Regions from separate parts of the Pan troglodytes genome. Here region 1 is linked to region 2. A link is a contact called in public Hi-C data. All regions are on one chromosome and are shown on one strand. The core of a region is the stretch at or near the end of the contact, and the rest is flanking DNA. Distances in the headings are between cores, read along the strand shown.

Region 1 (5,484 bases), core at 1,123-3,622, 1.6 Mb after region 2:
TGGTTATGAAAAAGAATGTCCTTGTTTGTAGAAAATATATACTAAAGTATTCAAGGCTGATGGGCATGATTAGGACGTGATTATGTCTGCAACTTACTCTCAAATGGTTCAGGAAAAAAAAGTTCTTGTCCTGTTCTTGCAACTTTCTGTTGCTTAAAATTATTCCAGAATAAAAATACCTTTAGCAATAAACACAAAACTTTAGAGTTGTAGCACTGCACTCACTTGATATGAGTGCCAGAGGGGTTTGATTCTCAATATATGTTGTGTTCAATGTTAATTGAGTTAATCCAGATGAGATTATCATTTCCCACATTTTTGCTGTTTCATAATTTACATATCTTACCCAGACAATAAATAGTTACATTTCTAAGTAGGCAGTAATAGGCCCCAACATCAGCTAAGGCTGGGTTGAAACTGTCCCCTGCTGCCATCACTTGCTAGCTGTGGAATCTTAACACGCCTGTGTCTCAGTTGTCTCATCCATGAAATGCAGATAATAATACCTGCCTCGTGCAGTTTTTATGAGAATGAAGTTTGATAACCTTTGCAAAGCATTTAGACACTGAGTGGAACATATGCAATATTCAATAAGTGTTAGCTGGTATTAGCTAATATTCTGTTGCTCATAGAGCTCTATAGTTAAATAAACCATAAACATCATTATATTGATGGCAGTGCAGACTCTTTAAGAGCATTCCTCTGTTATATCAGCTAATTTTACTTTTCAAATATGTACCTTCTAGAGAATTTTGGAACATATGAGATGAAAATATAGATGGGGAAATACAAAATTAAAGACTAGATTTTTTTATAAAAGAGTGCTAATTTTTTTTAAAGTTAACTTAAAGCCTTCCTGAGCTGACAAAAATAAACATGTGTATTAATCAGCTATTGCCATAATAATGCTGTGCAATAAATCACCCCAAAATGCAGTCCCCTACAACAAAAATATTTATTCTCATGCTCACAGGTCTGTAAGATGACTATGGTTCAGCTGATGTAGGCTGGGCTCAGTGGGGTGGTTCTACTGCAAGCTGTGAGTTGCTTGGGCTTGGTTCCAGACTGTGACTTGGGTTCAAACTTGCTCCATGTATCTCTCATCCTCCTTAAGCCAAGAGCTACAGGGGCATCTTCTTGTCATGGCAAATGTCAGGAACACAAGCAACAAATCCTTTTATGCAGCCCATGTAAATCCTTTGCTCACATTCTCTCCACTAGCATTTCATTAGCTAAATTAAGTCTCATGGTCAAGTCCAACATCAATGGCATGGAAATATTCTCTGCTCACAGTGGGAGGACACTGATTTTATATATATATATACACATATACACACAATCTTATTATAGGGGACTGAAGAATTAAGACCAATAATCTAATCTGCAAAGCACTGGTTTTGAATTGTCCGTAGTCTGTCTGTGCCCAGAAATCTATAGACCTTTAGAAGAAAAGACAGCAGTATACCAGCAGGAAGTACACATCAGATTGTTTCCCCAGTATAGCGATGGATTTATTTAGACTTATGTCTTGTTTATCTTCCTATCACCATGTAGCGTTCACAAAAGGAACTACAAATATCAGGATAGCAATCCGTGATCATGTTGTTGAGATTTTGCCCTTACAAAACTCTCCCATGTAGAGTCAAACATGGACTGCTTTCTTATCATAGTCACGTTGCAGCAGGAGCCTCTTATTTTATTTCTATAAAATTTCTGCAATGTTTTTGCAAACAGTACACATTCGATAAATATTGGTTGAAAGAGTAGGAGGCAGAGTACTAATATGGGAGAAATTAGAAGGACACAACCAGTAGAATTCTCACAGGTTTCTGTGCTTTTTCAGCATGGGAAAGTAAAGTGTTATATCACACTCGACATGAATGCTATGGAAATTTATCATCTGAAGTAAATATGTGATCTTAAAGGAATATTAACTGAGAACATTTAGCTTCTATGTGGCATTATTTAAGCTAACAAAATAGCCTCGCACTTCCCTATATTTCTTCACCGTTATTGTAAGGCTTTTAAAATCCCTTCTAAAAACCTCAAGTTTACACATCCCTCTACTTAACTTTTTATTGTTTATGTGCTTCCTGTGACGATAGCTAGACAGACAAGGCTGATAAAAAAGAAAGCTTGTCCTTATCAAAGACTTACGGGTAACTGTGTTAATGTGCCTTGCTTTTTCTACCAGTGGAAGCCCCCTATTTCACTAAGAACTCACCCATTTGCAGCATTTAAAATGGATGGAAAGTTATAAGCCAGCCAAAATGTCCTTCTAAAAGAATGAAATGAATGACTAATCTAATTGCCCAAGAATGCATATGCTGGGCTTGGAAAATAAGCCTTCTACATTGGTTCCCCCTGCTGGATTTGAGGATGCACTGTCTTGGAAATTGATGAAAGCAATATACCTGGACCTTTTTATCTGAGGACATGTTACTGGAATGGCAAATCCAGCATTCTTCTAGAAAGAATTTGCTCTGTGATAAACGTGCCAAGTGTTTCTTGAGTTTGCTTCCCCAGGGCAGAAATACTGCAAATAGAAAACAGTGCCACTGAGACTCAAAGAGAAAACAAAAGCATGCCACTCAGATGTCTGTTCTAGGGAGGGGGGTAGCACACAAGGAACTAAGGGTAAAAACCCAGAAGCAGTAGACTAGGTAAACTGCCAGACTGGTTGTTACTATTAGAAAGCTGGATTTCAGGGTCTGACCATGGATTTCCTTCTTATGCATTTACAACTATTAGAACCAATTCCTCACCTTTCTGTAATTTAACTGCTGTTTTTCTTTCCCTTCTTATCTTCCTCACTTCATAAGTAATCTCCCTACCCCTACTCTGTAGAAGATGTGGTAACCAGAGTAATTTCAAAGGAAGCTTGTCACCTGCAAACTTCATGGCTATTGTGAAATGTGTTAAAAGGTCTGTCTTTTGAGGGAGACAGAGAAGCTGGCAGATTTTTCCTGCTTGACTCAGAGTCCATTTGGTGGGAGGAAAGGGACAGATATTGGCTAAGTTTTTGGCACATGCTCCTGCACCAACTTGGCCTTGTTAAGACAGCAAGAACAGCAGAAGTGACTATTTCCTCCCTAAGCAAAGGCCAATGCTGTTTCCTTCATGGAGAACCAGAACAGGGAAAATATCAGATAATCATGTAGTACTTGTAAATATGCCATTTAGAACACTGAATTTAAGTGGCATGCAGAGCCACCCCAGGTTCTCATATTATATTCAGGCCAGGTGTGGTGTCTTATGCCTGTAATCCCAGCAGTTTGGGAGGCTAAGGTGGGAGGATTGCTTTAGGCCAGGAGTTCAAAACCAGCCTGGGCAACAAAGCAAGACCCTTTCTCTCCAAAAAAATAAAAAATTAGTCAGGCTTGGTGGCATGTGCCTTGTAGACCCTGCTACTCAGGAGGCTGAGGTGGGAGGATCGCTTGAGTCCAGGAGTTAAAGCCTGCAGTGAGCTATGAACATGCCACTGCACTCCAGGCTGGACAACACAGCAAGGCTCTGTGTCTATAAAAAAAAAAAAAGTAGTTATATTGTGTCCACCGTCACAAACGGCACAGGGCTAAGCCAACACAGGGGATCCTGTACGTATATTTATTGACTGCATTCTTCGCCAACCTCAGAGTATCATTCTTTTTTCTTTTTTTGTCCTTCTATTATAAACTTTTTTCCCCATTTAGGTCAAATCTAAATGTTTCCCCATCTGAAACTTTCTTCAATAGGTTGTTTTCCAGAGCTGCAGGTAAAATGCTTCCCCACTGCTTCTGAGGCTTTTGTTTCAGCTCTGCTACTAGTGGCCTCCTCTTGGGAGGATTCTCTTGCCTCGGAATTAAGAGTTGGTAGGAGGAGGAGATGGCGGGTCAAAGCACTCAAGCAAGACAACGTTAAGTGATTCAGTCCTGCTTGTGGGTCAGGAATTTTTAAAGGGCTCAGCTGGATGTCTCTTCTGCTCCTTGTGACACTGGCTGAGGTCACTGCTCAGCTGCATTTGGTTGGCAGCTGGCAGGGTGGAAAGGTTCAAGAAGGCTTGGCTCACAGGTCTGGCCCTTCATGCTCCCCACACATCTTTTCTCCCTCTCTCCATGTGTCTCCCTCCATTTGGCAGGCCAGCTTCAACTTCTTTACAGCATGGGGACTGGCTTCCCAGGGGGAGAAAGTAGAGGCTGCCAGATCTTGCAGGGTAGCTTGTAGGTCCCAGAATATCACTTCCACCATATTTCATTGGTCTAAAGAAGTTTCACAGCCAGTCAGGACTTAAAGAGAAGGAATGGGCTCCACTCCTTCAGAGACAAAGCATTTGTGGCCATCTTTAACCCACATGAATATTGGTTGGTAACTTCTGCTTCTGTTTTCTGTACTTCACTATATGTTTTATACTTTATTCTTATGTCTTTGTATAAATTCATCATTTTTATTTGCTTCATTTTCCAAACCAAAAGCAATTTGGAGACCCTCCCAGCAATGAGTTATAAAACCATGCCTATACTTAACCTTCAAAAAGCTTATTATTTCTACAGATAAATCCACAGATATAGTAGCTATTTTAAGAAAAAAGAAAGTTTCAGATAGTTGCTAATATACAGCCTTCATTGCACCTGACCAGTTATTTTTCAGATAGCTATATATGATAGCATAAACTCAACCAACATAATCTGTTCAAGACAAAATATTTTATAGCATAGGTATGTTAGACTGCCGTATGGAAGTTAAGTGAAAATTGACCTTTTTTTTGCAGCATATATCATACAGAGAAATAAAGGGTGAGAAACTTAGCCAACCTTCCTTACACAGTGCATGTTACTTAAGTCAAGGGAGAAAAGTGGACTGGAGTTGAAGTTTCTATTATATTTTGGGAAATGCCGAGCAAGGAGAGACTTGTTACCGGGACTGCTGAGTGAATTTTGTTTACTGCAGTTAAACATTTCATCTAGCAAATCATGTGAGAAGGGATGAGTATAAATGCACTTATTTATGTAGGTAATTTTTCTGTTTCATGCCTCTGATTCATCTCTCTGCCTGGCTTTATGGGGAGTCATGCTACATTGGTTACAATTAATTTCAGTGCTGCATATTAGCCGTAAAGAGATATTTCACAAATTGACTTGATGCATTTTTTTTCCTCTGTGGTTTTCTTGAAAGATGAGAACGGTCCAGAGGAGAAGCAAAGTGTGGAAGAAATGGAAGGGCAGAGCCAAGATGCAGGTAGGCTCAGATTTCTTTTGAGAAGTCACCTAGGCCTCATCTGCAGAGGTGAACAGTAACTTCACTCAATGCTATTGTCTGAAAATGCTTATACATTTCACCAGATGAACTCCAGTGTTCATTCAGGGTCTCCCTCAGGAAGCCACCATCTCCGATAACTATGAGTTGAGTGCTTTCAAACAGAGTGACACATTCTCACATCTCATTCACCAATTCAATTTTCTGCCCTATAACAGTTTGGCTGGCAAAGCTCTAAGAGGGACGGGCGGA
Region 2 (5,520 bases), core at 1,705-4,204:
AATCTTATTTCCATTGTTGACTTTATTTATGGTAGTCTTCATTTGATTTAAACAGTTATTTCTAATGCTTTTTTTTTTAAATAAATGGGTTTGAATAAAAGAATATATAAGGGGATCTATTCAGAATTTTTAAGTTAGCTCTGGATTTTGCCATTAATCAATCACATTCTTTGTTATATAGCCCACCCACCTTAAAAAGAGGCATAAAAGTTAAGAAATGACTGAAATGGCAACTATAAACCAAATACGTTTTTCATTGACCAGATTTAATATTGGTATGAACATTGGCATATCAAAAATGAAAAGCAAGAAAGAAGAAACATTAACATATTATTAAGACAAGGCCAATTCCCTGCACTGATTTTTGTAGGGCTTAAAACTGTTCAAAATAATCCAGAAAAAGGAGGAAGCCTTAGGGTGTGTGGCCAAGAAAAGCACAGAAAAATCTCTCTGCAATGCACTTGCATGTTTAAAGCTGATTATTGTATTTTTCATCTAGAGAGACTGAGTGTTCATTAGGGTCTTGTGTCCCTAGGCAGGAGATGCTGAGCATAATTGGAGTTTCTATTTGATTGGGCAATATAGTCTAGAGAAGAAACTGGGGTAAAGATAATTAATAGCTTGCTAACAAAGTCTGACAGCCACAAGATTTCAACCAAATTTATTTCACACTGCTTCATTTGGCTCTGAAAAAGTTTTGATAGAATTGTAGGCTCCTTAATTAACACTTGAAAGCAAAAGAAACATACCTTCTATTTTGCTGCCACATTTAGTTATGACAAATTTTCTTACTGTTTTTCTTCTTTTTGTAAAAACTTTATTTGCTATCCAATTATATATTTCACAAACGTTATGTTTGGGAAGTGTTTAATTGTGCATTTTGAACCCAGTCATAATTGATTTTAAAGGGTGGGGTGCAGCGAAATGAAAAACCCAATTAGTAACTGGTAGACAGTTTTACAGAACTGCAATATTAATGAATTCATTATGTTTATTCATTCACTAATATTTTGCTGATCCTTGGACTTGATGTGTTTTGGTTGTGCTCTTCAAAAAATCAAATTTTAGTTTTCTTAGTAAATCTATGCGTTTTTGTAACTCTGTTTTTATTTCAGGGTAATAAATAGATGTGCGTTTGTCTGTGTGTATATATATGTGTCCAAACTAAGGGGCATATCTCTGATTTAATTTTCCCATGGTAAAACCTGGCATATTATCATTAATATTTGTAGTAGTTGGTAATGTTGATATTATTGATTGCGGCACTTTTAAAGGATTAATTTTTCTTTACTCATTTCGGAAGAGATGAATATTAGTCATCTGTCACTTTGGGTCAAGTATAAGTGATTCTCCCTGAATATAAGCAAATGTATTCTTTATGTTTAGGCTGGTCAGGATATTTTTATGCAGTCAGAGATAAATGAAAGGCATTGCTACAGCTGAAGGACTTTTCTAGTGGCTTTATTTATGTTGTTTCTGGATAATAAAATAACATAGATGAGCATTTTAGACAGATTTATTAATAGACAGATTTATTAAGAATGTTTAAAATAGCCTTGTTATTAAAACCATTAGAGATTTTGGACTAACAGTTGAAAAAAAATCAATTTTTTTTCTTTTAAATTCTAAATAAAATAATAAAAACAAACCCCCCAGATGTTGAGAAGACATGGATGGGCCTGTTGCACTCTTTACCTATATGCAACCATTTTGTTTCAGACCTAATTCAGTGAACAAAATTTTTTGAGAAGATACATTTAACTACTTTTTCAAGCTTTGTAGTATAAATGCATTTCTTCCAATATAAGATTTTCCTATTATAAGTTGCAAAGAATGGATCCTCTGCAAAACCCACTTGATAAGGGCTCTACTCATTTATTTTTCTTTCCTGCTACCCCAAACTCACTGCATACATCAGGCATAGCTTCCAGGGTGAGCTTTGTTAGTTTTTCTGAGTAGACTTAGCCATTTACTATGCTAGTCACATACTTCACTTGCCTAAGCAATGGATTTTGGCGTTCTGTTGAAGAGGGAATATGGTTTGGAAGAGTGTCTCCCCCTCCTCTGAGTTCAATTTACTAGTTGAGATTTGCAAGCCTGAAATGCTTGAAGCAGCTCAGGCACGATAGCAGTGCAAGCTTTAAAATCTAGGTGTAGCTGTTAATCCTTTACAGAGGCACATAAGTCTCCAGGAGTAGCTCGGCTAGCTGTGAGCAAGATGTATGCTTTTCATGTACTGCGTACTCATGGGCTGAGGGATTATTGATTTTCTTTCACAGTTGTAAAAACAGCAATTGGTGATCATACCACACGTACAGTACACACCAAGTTGCTTTTCTATCTGTGAAGAATCTCCTTGTATTCTTTAATATTTAACATTGAACTTTCCAACTTGCTGTTTTCCATAAGGCTCTTTTCACATAGCAATTACTCAAGACAGAAAATAGCCACTTACTATCTTTTATAAATGAAAGAAGGTTCTAAGAAACTTCTTACATTCAGCCATCATAGTGAAATTTTTCATTGCTGGCTTGCACGCACATATATTGCTTGTTCTGGTGACAGAGCAAACGTTCCTATTTGGATTTCTCATAGTATCAAGTCGTTTCTTTCTTTCTAGAGAGTAAAACCAAGCAAACTTTCTGGGACAATCATAAGAAAAAACATGGAAAACACTTACCAGGAAGACGAGAAAAAGCAATCCTATATACACTGCCGCTATAGCTGTAATTCCATTGACAGTGAATTGGAGTAATAGCCCTCCCCCGTCTCCCAAGCTCTGCGTCCAGTCCACACAAAGCCCACGGCAGCTGCAGGCTGAGCTTGTCCTGCTTCAGATCACTCCTACACTGAGGAGTGAGCGAGGGAGAGCATTCCAGTTTACTGCACACAGCCCACCTCCAAGTCTGAAGTTTAAAGCTTCACCTCGCAGTGGCTGAAGAAGGGGGTGATGTCATAGATGGGCAGGACTTAGCCAAGATCTTGTTCAGTGAGGTAACTGGATAATCAGACAGATGAGCTTTGCAAACGCTAGAGGGGGCGAGAGCAGCCGAAATGAAGCATCAGCCTGCCAAAGCTAGGATGCCATTTGGTTTGTAGGCAGCCCTTTGGAATCTCAACATTTTCTAAAGTTTACTACAAGGCAGTGGTAGCATACTTATGTATTTTTTTAAAAAGCATGTTAGAAAGATATTTTTAAGATCACAATAGAAAAAGACAGGCTTTGTCTTATTTTTAAACCATCTGTATTGAAAAGAAGTTAACCAAAATCAAATTAGTTTTATTATTCACTAGCTAAAATAATGTTATAATTGTGGAAGATGTATGCCAGTAATCCCAACTGTGAATATTTATTCAACATATGAATAAAAAGCAGATTCAAATATATACATCAGGGCTGGGTGTGGTGGCTCACGCCTGTAATTCCGGCACTTTGGGAGGCCGAGGTGGGAGGATCACCAGAGGTCAGGAGTTCGAGACCAGCCTGACCAACATGTAGAAAAAATTAGCTGGGCGCCCGTAATCCCAGCTGTTTGGGAGGCTGAGGCAGGAGAATCACTTGAACCCGGGAGGCAGAGGTTGCAGTGAGCCAAGATTGCATCATTGCACTCCAGCCTGGGCAACAAGAACGAAACTCCATCTCCAATATATGTATATATATACACGTGTCACTGATTCATTTAGTTATGGGAAGGGCAATAGGAATGCCAAAAGATTTTTTTAAATGGTATTAAATGGTCTGTTCTTTTGGAGGGGAAGAAGTTACTGTTCTCTATGTTTTAGAAAATGAAGGTATGTTTTATGTACTTCTACTATGTGTTTATATTATTTAAAATGGATTATTTATATTTAACGATCCCCCAATAAAATGTTTTTAAAAAATTTAATAGAATATTTTCCTTTCTAAATGTTTTTGCTGATCTGGGCATGGGTTTAGATATAAACATCTTAAGAAAAAAGTCTTCTAGGGTGGTTTGCCTGGATTGAAATTATTGTAGTTTAATTTAGGTACATGAATAAACACTGGACAATTGTAAGACGTGGAGATTATAAATTTCTATGCCTAATTAACAGAATTATACTTGTATTTTTAATTATGACTTTTGTAGACTGGTTTCTGCTATTTGGTCAACAATTGCTTTGTGCCCGTAAGTTTTCCATCAAATAAGTGTATTTCACTTGTTCATGTTGGTGGTAAGAACTTAGCTTTTATATTTACCTGGAGGACCGTTGCCTTAAACTAATATCTTTATTTGCTCTATCCTTAGAGGTGCATGACTTTCTCCTTTGTGCTTTCTCAATTTTTCCCTGCACGTTTATTTCTGAAGAAGGCCAGCTAATAGTCTTTCCCAGGACTATTTGACTGTGGTCTCTTCATTAGCTTCATTTAGTTTATCTATTTATATATTTGTTTGATAACAGTTTGACCTGAGTTCCCTTCCAAGAATGGGTGATATCAAAGTAGGTGAACCCTTGATAAGAAATGTATTGACCCTATTGTTCTATGATTGCACTTTTGTGGGCCTCAGAGGACAGACCCATTAAATCTAGGAGTTTTTAGATTCTAATGTCCATTGAAAAGCCAATTTCTTTGAACTGCTAGGTAGTACAATTAAACTGATATGCAGCAGCTGAATTTTGGGAGGAAAGGGAGGTGGATATTTTTCTGTTACTATGAAACAAACACATGGATTAAATTATTTTATTAAATAATTATTTCTAGAAGCCATTTTCAGATAGGAGTTGGTTCTGTTTAAAAAAGGAAATTTTTGCCTGGTCAAATTCCTGTGGGTTTATAGCCATATTTAATCAGTTTTGTCTTCATTCAAGCAGGCCTTAAACAGAAAAGAAAGATCAATTGGTGAATTGGGTTATAGGTATCAAAAATAAATTGTACTGGCCTGGGAGTTAGCAGTTCGGAGGTTTCCCTTCCCTGGGCTGCCATTTGTTATATGACTTCATATTTGTTGCCCTAGGCTTTGGTTTCATCACATGACAAATAAAGGCAGCAAGGATTTATTGAATGCCAATTATTTTTTGTTGCTTTTTTTCCCTTTTTAAGCTATGGATTAAAATATGGGAAAAGAAAAGAAATTGTGAAAATATATTCTATACTGGGGTACTGACTTTGGAGGCAAACTCTTAGGAGAATCTCTGGCCTCCTATTCTGTCCAAAAATATATACTCTTTTGCTGCATACATATTTTTTCACTTCCCGCTCTTATCAGCTACCTGAAATGCTACTAGTTGAAGGTGAACTTATAATAATGTGTGCCCCCTTTGAAATAGTATGTACAATCTCTGGAAACATGAGGTTATCATGAGTTACTTCAGTTTGCCCTCCTCTTTTGTTTTCTAAGGCACTTTGGCTACAATAAGGGGATGACTGTTTTGATTGAAGGGGATGGAATGCCGGCAATCTTTAGCATGAAACCCTTTTGGCTGTAATAGGAAGGGAGGAGGTGGATTCTCATATCAGGAAGGACTTGGCTCAGGGTAGAGGACAACCAGTGTAGTAGA

What was found. A called contact is a pair of places that touch in the nucleus more often than the background predicts.
Region 1: a contact with region 2 is called in a Hi-C map of stem cell-derived neural progenitor cells, with 5 times the contacts expected there. The contact joins the enhancer-like site here to the promoter of FLRT3 in region 2. A contact is called at or near these places in 2 of 7 Hi-C or Micro-C datasets (blood and stem cell-derived neural progenitor cells) and 1 of 1 datasets of contacts at active chromatin or transcription factors (stem cell-derived excitatory neurons).

Annotation. Positions count from the first base shown.
Region 1 is chr21:22,447,584-22,453,067 of NHGRI_mPanTro3-v2.0_pri, forward strand. MACROD2 (mono-ADP ribosylhydrolase 2) reads left to right here. Exons shown (of 17, transcript XM_063803023.1): 11 at 5,152-5,214. The region is part of intron 1 of LOC134809177 (a long non-coding RNA gene); the gene reads right to left. Among named protein-coding and RNA genes, the nearest start is that of KIF16B, 640 kb to the right of the region's middle. Within about 2 kb of position 2,373, at least 4 of the 24 cell types and tissues checked have an H3K27ac peak or open chromatin away from gene starts, as enhancers often do. A contact at or near this core is called in stem cell-derived neural progenitor cells, where this site is marked.
Region 2 is chr21:20,864,234-20,869,753 of NHGRI_mPanTro3-v2.0_pri, forward strand. It overlaps FLRT3 (fibronectin leucine rich transmembrane protein 3), which reads right to left and starts at 2,955. Exons shown (of 2, transcript XM_001136869.6): 1 at 2,681-2,955. All of the region lies in intron 3 of MACROD2 (mono-ADP ribosylhydrolase 2), which reads left to right.